2 separate regions of the Ovis aries genome follow, and region 1 is linked to region 2. The links are chromatin contacts, called in public Hi-C maps. All regions are on one chromosome and are shown on one strand. The core of a region is the stretch at or near the end of the contact, and the rest is flanking DNA. Distances in the headings are between cores, read along the strand shown.

Region 1 (5,616 bases), core at 2,565-5,064, 140 kb after region 2:
ACCGCCCTCCCAGGCCCTGAGCACTTTGAGTTGAGTCCCACACGGGGACTCTCCTTGGGCCTAGTCCTTCCACTACACCCTAGGGTAAGCACCTACCTGTGGGCCCGGTGGAATGGGAGCACCTCACGGTAAAAAATGGGGGAGCTGCCAGGGGTGAGACCAGCCAGGATCGTGACATTGGAGTCTCCCCAGAGCCAGGAGGTCTGCTCAGGGGGTCCTGGCAGCCCCACATATAGCAGCAGCATGAACAGCAGGCCCAGGCCCAGGCCCAGCAGGGCAACCTGGGACCGGCTCATGGAGGTCTGTACCACAGTCTGGAGGAGAAGAGGAGATGGAGAAGAGGGTAGAGCTGAGTCCCCATAAAACCCCCTCAAATCCCACCCAGGAGTTTCCAGCAGAGGCAAAGCTCAGCCCTTGCCCTTTCCTCTGCTCTGGGCAAGTGTCTGCGGGTTCACACCCAAGTATTCCACATGCCAGGGTAAGGGCTCAGATACCCCATAAGTGTGAGGAGCATCTGAGATGTCCCCCTGGCATCAGTGGCCACCACCATCCTTGTGCCAGCTAAAACCACTTCCACTCATCAAGGACTTATGACAGCCAAGCCCTGTGCTAGGCTCTTCACATGTAATGACTCATGAATCCACACAAGAATGCTAGGGAACAGGTATGATTATAGGTTTCTTAATAAATGAGCAAACTGAAGCTCAGAGAGGTAGATTCTCTTGCCCGATGTGCAGAGTAGCAAGTAGCAGAACTGATGCTTGAGCCCAGGGCCGGCCTCCCACTGCCAGGCCACACTAACTTTGCCAGGAAGGAAACTGGCGCTGGGAGGTGATGGATGAACTGGTGGTTGGAGGGGTGAGGGTCATCAAAGGTGAAAGAGCAAAGGGCAAAGCAATGTCCCACTAAGGGCATGTTTGCAAACAGTTCTGTTTATCAGACTGTATCCAATAATGCTAAAATCAGAATGTGATGGCAATATTTAATGTTCTACCCCAAATGATATTAAGTGGGAAGAGAACTCGTGGAGAATATCCCTGATGGAGAAAGTGCCTAGGCCTGAGTATGGGGCTAGCAGGAAGCATGGCACACTTACAAATGGAAAGGGCAGCAGGAGGCTGGAGCGACAAATGCCTCCTACCCCCCAGCTTTTACGCCAAGTGACCTGTTTCATGGACTCCTCCAGTCTGAGTCTTTGCCAGCCCAGAAGACAGGTCTCAGGACCCACACCCAGAGCAGTCAGCCCTGACTTTGAGACTCCTCTGCCAATTCCTGGCTGTGTACCTTGTTTGTCAGTAAAATGGAGAAAATGACCTTGCAGCTGCTCTCCCAAGCCTTCTATGAGGTTTCAGTAATACAGGGGGCCTGACCAAGGGCTAGCCTATCATCATTTTTTGGGTCTAGGAATCCTTGTTCCTGGATTCCAGTGAACATGTCTTTATTTGAGTGCCTGCTGGGCACTGGCCCTAGATCGGAGCTGAGAAATCGCCTTGGACCTTACCCACCTCTCCCAGAAGTTTTGGGGATGTTTCCCAAGCCCCCAGCCCCAGTCTCCAGGGTCAGGTGGTGACTGGGCAGTGGCAGCCCCTCTGGAGCAGAACCAGGAGCTGCGTGGAGGCAGAATACACTCCTCTCTTCTTTCTGCCCACCACCAGCCTCGGATGCAAGCATCCAACACATCAACCTAGGTTCCCACCAAGCAGAGTATCCATGCTGAACCTCTCCTGTGGTGGGCCTGGGGCACCTCTCCAGGTAGGAAGGAATGGGACTTCAGCCGTTGCTATGGCAACCCAGGTAGCTGGGGCAATAAACAACAGTATGCTACAGAGATGGAAGAGGGGGAGGGGAGGCACTGTACCCACATGAGGTCCTCGGCATCCGTTTCAACGCACAGCTGTACAGACATGCACACAAACTCTTGTCCCCAAACACTTTTCCTTTGTACAGGCTAGTCCCTGCATGGACACACAGCCTCCTTGCACATGCACGGGCCTGTGTACAATCGATACCTTGAAATACACCCTCAAAATCACACATACATCAGTTATCAGGAAGGCAGACGCTCAGGTACACACACACACACACACACACACACACACAAGCTTTTAAAACCATATGCAGACCCTCATATCTCAAGCACACAGTCATACACACAATCCTAAAACTACACACGTACACAAGAACATGTATTTGGAGGTACAGGCAGGCAGACACCCAAACATAGAGCTTCAGAAATACACATACATACAGGTAGATATACACCCTTAAAGCCACACAGTAGACATACACAGACACAAGCGGGCAGATAGACTGACATACTGCCCCCCAGCGCAGGCACACAGAGAAACGGACACACATCACACACACACATCCCCCAGGCCCACAAGAACACACTGCCAACAACTGAGCGGGTGCACACACGTGACAAAGGGACACAAACAAGCACACTGGCTGCCCTAGCGCGGCCCCTCCGGCAGGACTCTGCCCCAGGCTCCGGGGACAAGGGGCAAGGGGCGGGGCAAGAGTGGCCGCCCCGGGCAACCTGCTGGCCTCACTCGCCGGGGACACTTACCGGGCCAACCGGGATGACTGGACCCGCCACCGCTGGGCGGGCTCTGCTCCGATGCAACCAGCGGTCAAACGGCGCCGCGAGGCTGGCGCTGCTTCCACCACTCTGTGGGCCGCTGCGGTCACTAGGTGGCGGAGAGCCTCAGTGCGCTTGCGCAGTCCGCGCTCTCAGTCCCGCGCCTGGCAGCCAAGTTGCAAGGGACACTGGGGGGAGGCACCCCCAAAGCACAGAGGCCCGGCCCCACTTCCCACCCTCCAGATTTTCCAGGTTGTTTTTCGGCCTGAGAGCTGGGGCCTAAAGAGAAGTCACCCGACTTCTTCCCACCAGCGTGACTCCACCCTTAGTCTCCGGTCTGTATGGCAGGGTTAAGGATAAGGGTTGTCTTTAGGCCGACAAAGGGTTGTCACCCGCAGAGGGTTGTCTTAAGGACCTAACGTCTGGAATGGAAGCTTCACTGTGTAACTGCCAGATATTAGTATTGTTTTGAAGCAGCCCCGGGCCTCTGGTCAGCCACTTCCCTGACCCCTGCAAACACACACACACACACACACACACACACACACACACACACACACAGACACGCAGAGACACGCATGCACTCAGCCAGGGCCCTGGTGGCCTCTAGGCTCCTTCATGTCTCTATAAGTCATCTATCCTGGTTAGTGACATGTGACCAGCTCCGACCTGTCCCTAGCCTGTGTGGCCAGGCCTGGAACAGGGAGGATGGGAGGAACAGGCAGCATTCCCTCATTAGCACTCTGTGAAGCAGGCAGCACCACTCCCACTCTACAGGCAAGGAAATATGCTCAGGGCAGTTGGGAAATCGATCAAGGCCAGACATTGGCAAAACTTCGCACTCTAATCAGTCTGGCTTCCGCTGTGCTCCAGATTGAAAACTCTGGGCTTGGGCAGCTCAGTCAGGGGATGAGAGGGGGCGGGAGATGGGGAGGGAGCAGGAGCGATGAGACCCCAAAGGAACCCTTCTTGTCAAGATAAACCATATGCACCTGGGGCAGGTTGCTCAGGGTCTCTGGGTCCGACCCAGTCTGGGGTACATGGGGTCGAGGGGCATGGGGAAACCGAGACCCTGTGAGAAGATGGGTCTAGCATAGCAGCACCCACCTCCCTGCGACGGATTGCCGCCACAAGCGGGCGCCCTGGAGCACGGCCCAGCCCCCGCCCTCTGGCGGGCCACCTCCCTCCTTCCCCGCACCAGCCCCTTCCCTGCTTCCCCGCCCCGGCCCCAGTCGCCGCCTTCTCGCCTGCCTCCTCGCGCAGCTCCCCAGGTACCTATCCTCCGCCCTCCGACCCTTTCTTCCTTTCTCTAGTTAGACCCCAGCCCCACCCACCGCAAAGTTTCTCCCCTTCTTATCTTGGCTCCCCAGGCCCCCTTACTAGGGTCTGCCCTCCTCGGCTTTTGCGTGCACCTTACCAGACCCTGCGATCCACAGCCGAGGTCCTCGGAGGGGAGAGCGCCAGAGGTGGCGGTGCCGGAGAGCGTGCCTGGCCTCGGCGACAGTGTGTTGGGCCTCAGCGGGCAGCGCGCTGAGCACCTCGCGGGCTTCGTCGGCCGGAACTCCAAAGCTTTTCCCCGCTCAGCGCTCCGGTTTCCGGCTCCGGAAAATAGATTTTTTTTTTTTTTTTTCACTCCAGCCCCGACTCCTTTGGGACTGCGGTGCCAATCCATGACCTATAGCAATTCCTGGAGGAGGAAAAGGCTGATAAGCAGAATAGTCAGCTACTTACTGTTGATACATTTACTATGCTTACTGTGTGCTAGGCACAGGGAGTGTTTTACACGCCTGGCTTCATTTAATCCTATCTACCACCTAGGAGCTAAGTTCTATTGTATTATCCCCAAAGGTAGGAAAGGATAATAACAATGGGAACAATAATTGTAATGGGAGCCCCATGTATTGAGTTCTTTCCAAAGGCAGGCCCACTCAATTATGTTTGGTTTTTTTTTTAGCTCATACATTCTTGAGCTGGACGTTCACGTCCCATAGTTCAGATGAGGAGACTAAGGCACTTAGGCAGTGGCAGAGGCAGAAATAACACCTATGTTTTCCCCACCCAAGGCGTGCGCCTAGAGTTCTGGGAGCCTCGTTTGCTGCTACAGGAGAGACCCCTGCCCTCTCTAGGGCAGCCTCCCTGCTCCACGTGGGCAGGGCGTTCTGTGGCACCAGCACAGCAGCAGGTATGGCGGGCGTGGAGCAGCGCGAGGGCGCCATCCAGGTGCAGGGCCAGAGCCTCTTCTTCCGAGAGGCTCTCCCCGGTGGTGGGCAGGCCGCCCGCTTCTCCGTGCTGCTGCTGCATGGCATACGCTTCTCCTCCGAAACCTGGCAGAACCTGGGCACGCTGCACAGGCTGGCCCAGGCTGGCTATCGGGCTGTGGCCATTGACCTGCCAGGTAACTCGGGGGGCGGGGGCAGGCTTCTGGACAGGGGTTGTAGGGGCCTCACTGGGCACCCGGGGCTGGGGGACTGGGGGGATGTAGCCAGGCTGATCCCGGAGCTAGACAGGTCAGAGCGCACACTACAGGGCCTTCAAGCTTCTCTAGTCCATCCAGATGTGGTCTGGACACTACTCAGCTGCATCTGTGTTGCCTGGTGCAGTGTCTCAGTGTCTCTGAGCCTGTTTCCTTATCTGTAATGAGGGATAACCACACCCATTCTGGAGGATGGTTTTAATGGGAAAGGACTGAGATGCTCCATGTGAGTATGTGACCAGTACGTAACACAGAATAATTAGCAATCAGCAGATGGCAAGTAAAATGTTTTGAAAGAGCTGTAACCACCAGCCCTGTTGGAAGCCCTAAGAAGTGTCCACTGGCACCTTTGGGGGTGGCTAAGCCCATGGTCATGATCCCACCTACAAAGCCCTAAGTTAGGTCCCGAGGGAGGGAAGGGCAGCGCTAGACTGCCAGTCATAACCTCAACTGGCAGGCTCCAGCCCACGGTGCCAAGTGTGAAAGGGGCAGCATGGCCGACCTCCTTCCATCTCTGGTCATGGCTGGTATGGTTTCAGTGCCCAAGGGCGGGCCTCCA
Region 2 (5,680 bases), core at 2,014-4,513:
TCGATCAACGCGAGTTTGAACTCCAGGAGTTGGTGATGGACAGGGAGGCCTTGCATGTTGCGATCCATGGGATTGCAGAGTCGGACACGACTGAGCGATTGAACTGACCTGAAGGCCCCTCCACCATGTGGTTCTGGGGCTGAATGTGTGCAGACAGGGCATATGGCTCCAAATGTGTCTATGGGGTTCAGGCCTGGCAACTAAGGGACGAGGGCTGAGATAGAGGTGGCAGGAGGAGTGGACTTGGGAAGGGAGACAGGCCGCTGGACATACAAAGGGGGAGTGTGGGGCGGGGGGGAGGCTGTGACTGTGACTGTGATAGAGTCCAGAGCAAAGATGGGGGCAGGGTCCTGGGATCACCTCGCCTAGAGAATCTAGAAGCTGGGATATTCTTCTAGAAGATGGACAAAGAGTGAGTGCAAAAACTCCAGGCTGAGGAAAGTGTGTGCAAAGGCTTGAGGCATGTGGGAGAGGGGTCCGTTCCGCAGAAAACTCCACACCCAGCCACAGCTCCCCACTCACCGCCAGGGACCCACCCTGTCCTTCAAGGAGACCCTAGTGAGTGGGGCACCTCTTCCAGGGGCTGCAGGTGAGCAAGGATCTGAACCTGGAAGGGCAGGAAAGGCCACATTCCTGAAGAGGAGGAATGCCTTTGATCCCAGGCCTGGCTCAGGCCACCCGGTCCCCTCTTCCAGGATCCCTGAGAGGCTCACAGTTGTAGAGCAAGGCCCTGGGCAGGGGCAGCTCTGGCGTCTGCAGTCTGACCCCAAGCAAGATCCTGTCAGGCTCTGAGCCCTGTATGTGCATCAGAGGGTTCTGTGTCTGTCCACCGCCCCTTCCCCAACACTCAGGGGCAGCCCTGCTGGGACCACTGTGTGCACTGTGCCCAGCTGTTCACGGCTGGAGGCAGGGCTTCCACTCAGGAACCAAGGCTTCGGGCTCTTCTCCAGCCAGGGTGACCGGGCCGGGACCAGGCTGACGTCAGGTGGCCAGGCTGATTTGCTTCCACTGTACTTCCTCCCTCCCCAAATGCTGCCCCTTGTCCTGTACTACAGCAGGGGGCCCCCACCCCCAGGGAGGCTTCCCAGTTCCATGCGTCGTCACAGGCTTCTCCTCCAGGGTGGCTGTCCCTGAGAGGAGTCTGGAGTGGGAGGGAGAATAGGGAGCCATCACAAGCTACTTGTGGGAAGGTGGGGCTCTCTCCCTCCTGGGAGGGGCACAGAGAGGCCCCTCTCCGTTGGGCCCCCTCTAATGAGAACACTGCTGTAGTCCACACTCCAACAGGCTCCCAACAAGCCCACTGAGGAATGCTCATTAGCGAGGAGGTCCTCTCCCATGTGTGTCTGCTTAGACCTCTTTTTTGTCTATTGGCTGCACAGCCCAGCATGTGGGATCTTAGTTCCCTGACAAAGGGGTGGCACCTGTTGCCCCTTCATTGGAAGCGCAGAGGAGTCAATCCCAGGACTCTTCGTTTGAGCGCTGTCTCCATCCCTGCCGACCAGCAACAGGACTACCTTGGGATGGACTATTTGGGTACTGTCGGGCCCAGCACCCTCCCACATGGGGAGACCTGAGGCCCAGAGAGGTGAGAACCATCACAACTTATCAGCAAGCAGCAGAGCAGAGTGTGCATCTGAGCCCCTCAGGCTCGGCGAGCCCTTTCGACGCGTTCCGGATCCCCGGGCAAGAAGGCGCTGCCCAGCAACCCTAGGACAAGCCTGCGTGGGAGGCCAGAGACCAGCTTTTCCTATCACCTCCCTGGGCCTGGCATCTCGGATGCTAGGACCATCTATATCTGCAATACTCTGGTCTTTCCGGAAGTGTAACCGTGGAAGAGATCCCTGCTCCTCTGCCACGCAGCCCTGCAGTTGGGATGAAACCTGGTAGACTCTCCTCCGCGAGGACAAAAGGGCGTTAGTGGGGAGGTGGGTAGCGGGGAATGCCGCAGGGCCGCTCCTCTACCTGGTCAGAAAGCTCAACTCCTGCAGGTTCCAGAGGCACGCACTCTGGCAAATCTCAGGCACCGCCGCCATTCATCTCTGACCCTGATTCCCTCCAGGATGTAGAGGCAGGGTGGCGGGGAGCCGCCCAGCCTCGGGCAGAGTGGGAGGGGGTAAGCCCCAAGGATGTGGGCGCACTCCGCCGGGCAGGGAACGGACCGGACGGACTGCAGGATCAGCCAGGGACGGACTCCCCAGCGCAGACAGCCCTGACTCCTTAGGGGAAGCGCGGCAGGCCCCGCGCACGCGCGCCGCGCTAGTGGAGCCGCTTTGTTCCAGGGCTACCTGCGGCTCCATTCACCTCCTCCGCGGAGCCAGCCAGCCTGCCACCCGCAGCCAGTGCCGCTGAGGCCCCGCCCAGCCCGCGCTGGGTGGAACTTTTGGCGGGCCCCGCCTTCCCTCTGCCCCGCTCCTTCGGCTGCGATTGGCGCTCTGCGTGGTGCGTCCCGCCTGTCATTAAAGTTGATTCGACAGTTAGGAAAGGTGGGAGGAGAGCAGATTACAGAGGGGGCCCCCTCCCTCCCACCCCGGTCCTGTGGAAAAGTCACGTGGCGCTTCACTCCGCGCCTGTCACCACTCCGCTTGTAAAGCTTTCTTAAAGGTCCCGCTGTCTCTTCCCAGGGCCGGTCCTTTTGGGGATTTCTACAATCTAGCCCGCGGAGGGTGGCACGGCCCTGGGCCTTCCTACCTTCTTAGCTGCCTAGTCCTGCTTTCCCCCTCGGACCTGCTGGAGTGAGACGACCCCTCAGGTCTCCAAACGCAGAGCCCTCTTTAGGACTGTGCAGCCGCCTGAAACGGTGACAGCCTAGGTGCCCAGGGAATGGCACGGAGTAGGTGTTCAGTTCCCGTGTGCTGAACTCGCTGGGAGTTGTTCATGAATCAGTGGAGTCGACAGGACTTCGGCTCAGCTTGATAGCCCCTTTCCTCCGCTCCATCCCCGGGAGACTGCGGGAATGTAGGGGAGAGGATCCCTGGAGCGGGTCCCCCGAGGACAGCTCTTGGGACAGGCACAGAACTGGGAGCTCCGGGATAGGACCCAGGAGTGTCTTGGTTGGGCCTCTGGGAGAGTTTTAGTGGGTTCTGAGCGGCAGCGCTGAGGCCGAGCGAAGGCCAGGGGGCTGGTCTCCGGGCTTAGGGCACCGCTCGCGTGCCCACAGACCCCGTGGGGAGGGGCGGCGGAGCAGCGGCGCCTTTAAGCTCGGGAGCCGCGGCGCGGCCCCGCCCCCCTCGAGGACGCCTGGGCGCGCGGCCGCCTGAGACGCTGTTTAATTGGGGCTGTCAGGCCGCGGAGCGCGCGGAGGGCCGGGCGGGACGGAGGCCGGGAGGCCGGGAGGCCGGGGCGGCGGGCGAGCAGCTCGGCGGGAGGCGGGCGCCCGGAGACGCGGCTGGGGCCCGCGCGGCCGGGGCGCCGTCCCAGGGCAGGGCTGCCCGGCCCCGGCCCCGGGCCGCCCGCGCTCCCCATGAAAAACCAGCTCCGCGGCCCCCCAGCGCGGGCGCACATGTCGGCCTCGGGGGCGTCGGCGTCTGGGGACACCGGGGCGGGGTCGGAGCCCGGTGCGGGATCTGGATCTGGCGCCGGCACCGGGGCAGGCGCGGCGGCGGGCGCAGGGGCCATGCCCTGCAAGAGCGCCGAGTGGCTGCAGGAGGAGCTGGAGGCGCGCGGCGGCGCGTCCCTGCTGCTGCTCGACTGCCGGCCGCACGAGCTCTTCGAGTCGTCACACATCGAGACGGCCATCAACCTGGCCATCCCGGGTCTCATGCTGCGCCGCCTCCGCAAAGGCAACCTGCCCATTCGCTCCATCATCCCCAACCACGCCGACAAGGAGCGTTTCGCTACGCGCTGCAAGGCGGCCACCGTGCTGCTCTACGACGAGGCCACGGCCGAATGGCAGCCAGAGCCCGGCGCTCCCGCCTCGGTGCTTGGCCTTCTCCTGCAAAAGCTGCGCGACGACGGCTGCCAGGCCTACTACCTCCAAGGTAAGGGCGGCAGCGAGACCCAGTCTGGAATTGGGGCGCTCCCGTGGCTCCCGGATGCCCCCGACGGAGGCGGCTTTCTCTCCCCGTGCCCGGCCTGTCCAGCCGGCGCCACGTCTCCCCCGCTCGCATCCTCCCCTCCAGGGCTCCCTGCCCAAGCTGTGCGGGTGTAGGCTGGTACAGTAGCCCCCTCTACGTCCCTTTCCGGGCATGATCCGAGTGGTCTGAACAAACTTTTCCCCACTTGGGCTTTCCTTTTTTCCCCATTGTTGGGGCCATGGTAGCTCCCAGGTTCCCCCCTGAAGCCCGGCAAAGGAGGGAGGGTGCCCTCCTGGGCACCAGTTCAGCTCCTCCAGCCTGGAATGGGTGTCCCTGGAAGGCCAGAGTTAGGACAGGAACCTTTAATCACCACCCTCAGCCCTGCCAGGGCAGAGGGAGAGTTTGGGGGACTCGGAGGATCCCCATGTGGGGCTTGTCACTGGGGAATCGCCACCTCTTGGAAGTGCTTGGGGCAGGGCTGTAAGGAGTGTCCCTTGCCCCAGCTTTGGTTTTCCGAGACCCCCAAGTCCTTGGCCAGCCACCCCAGAGGTGGTGGAAGGGGGAGGCAGCCCTGGGAGGCGAGTGACTGCAGCCGGTGTTTCCAATTAACATTCCAAAATGGCCTCTTGCTGGCAGCGGGGCGGGCAGACGGGAGGGGAGGGGAGGCCTGCGGCACCCTCGGGCGCAGGGCCCATGCTTAGCTGCAGCGCGCTCCCCATTTCTTGTCCCTGTATAGCCCCCAGCAGCCTCCCCTTCTGTGGGTCCAAGGCCAGGGTCGGGGTACCTTGAGTTCTAAGGTGGGTTATGGAGAAGAGGAGCCAGGACCCCTTTTATGAACTTGCTCCTGCTGGGGGACAGAACCAGCTGATACCTTCACTACCCTCCCTGGCAGTGGTGGGGAGTGGGGGCAAGCGCCGGATTCCCAGTCGAAGGCCCAGGCCCTCTGCCTCGAGCTGACCCAGATGCAGCTCTGGCCTGTGATCTCTTCTGTAAGAGGGTTTGCAAACCCAGAGGTATTGGCCTGAGATGGGGTTGTTTGCTTTCCTTTACTGCTTAGCAATTACTGAGCACCCATGGGTGCCTGATGCAGGGGAGCTGTGGAAGAGGCATGGGCTGGATTCTGTCCTCGAGTGCCCTAAAGTCAGTGGTGTGGCTGGCGCCCTGAGGCCCTATGGGTTAGGGTATGGTGCTCAGGCATGTTACTGTACCACTTGGGGTCTCAGTTTCCCCATCTGTAAAGTGGGCCACAGGACAGATGAGAAAGCGGGAGAGAGGGCACATGTGTAAATACTCTGCACTGCCTGTGTTGCCCGTTGCTGGTGGCGGGCCCTTGCTGTGGAGAGCCCTGTTTGGGGACACTGGCCAGTGGCCCTGTCGGCCTCACGCGGGCCCTGTCCACCCCTACCCCCCGCCCGGGGCCACAGGTGGCTTCAACAAGTTCCAGACAGAATACTCGGAGCACTGCGAGACCACCGTGGACGGCGCGTCCTCGCCCAGCGGCTCGCCGCCCGCCGCGGTGCTGGGCTTGGGGGGGCTGCGCATCAGCTCCGACTGCTCGGACGGGGAGTCAGACCGAGAGCTGCCCAGCAGCGCCACCGAGTCGGACGGCAGCCCCGCGCCGCCCAGCCAGCCGGCCTTCCCTGTTCAGATCTTGCCCTACCTCTACC

The links. A called contact is a pair of places that touch in the nucleus more often than the background predicts.
Region 1: a Hi-C map of skin fibroblasts shows a contact between it and region 2, with 2.1 times the contacts expected there. The contact joins the promoter of ABHD14B here to the promoter of DUSP7 in region 2. A contact is called at or near these places in 2 of 16 Hi-C or Micro-C datasets (blood and skin fibroblasts).

The regions. Positions count from the first base shown.
Region 1 is chr19:49,030,717-49,036,332 of ARS-UI_Ramb_v3.0, forward strand. It overlaps ABHD14B (abhydrolase domain containing 14B), which reads left to right and starts at 3,815. Exons shown (of 4, transcript XM_004018416.5): 1 at 3,815-3,855; 2 at 4,648-4,979. The coding sequence starts at 4,769. It overlaps ABHD14A (abhydrolase domain containing 14A), which reads right to left. Exons shown (of 6, transcript XM_027957573.3): 2 at 4,002-4,271; 3 at 97-314. The coding sequence starts at 4,256.
Region 2 is chr19:48,894,011-48,899,690 of ARS-UI_Ramb_v3.0, forward strand. It overlaps DUSP7 (dual specificity phosphatase 7), which reads left to right and starts at 3,264. Exons shown (of 3, transcript XM_027957564.3): 1 at 3,264-3,977; 2 at 5,438-5,680. The coding sequence starts at 3,461. It overlaps LOC121817246 (a long non-coding RNA gene), which reads right to left and starts at 2,355. Exons shown (of 3, transcript XR_009597514.1): 1 at 1-2,355.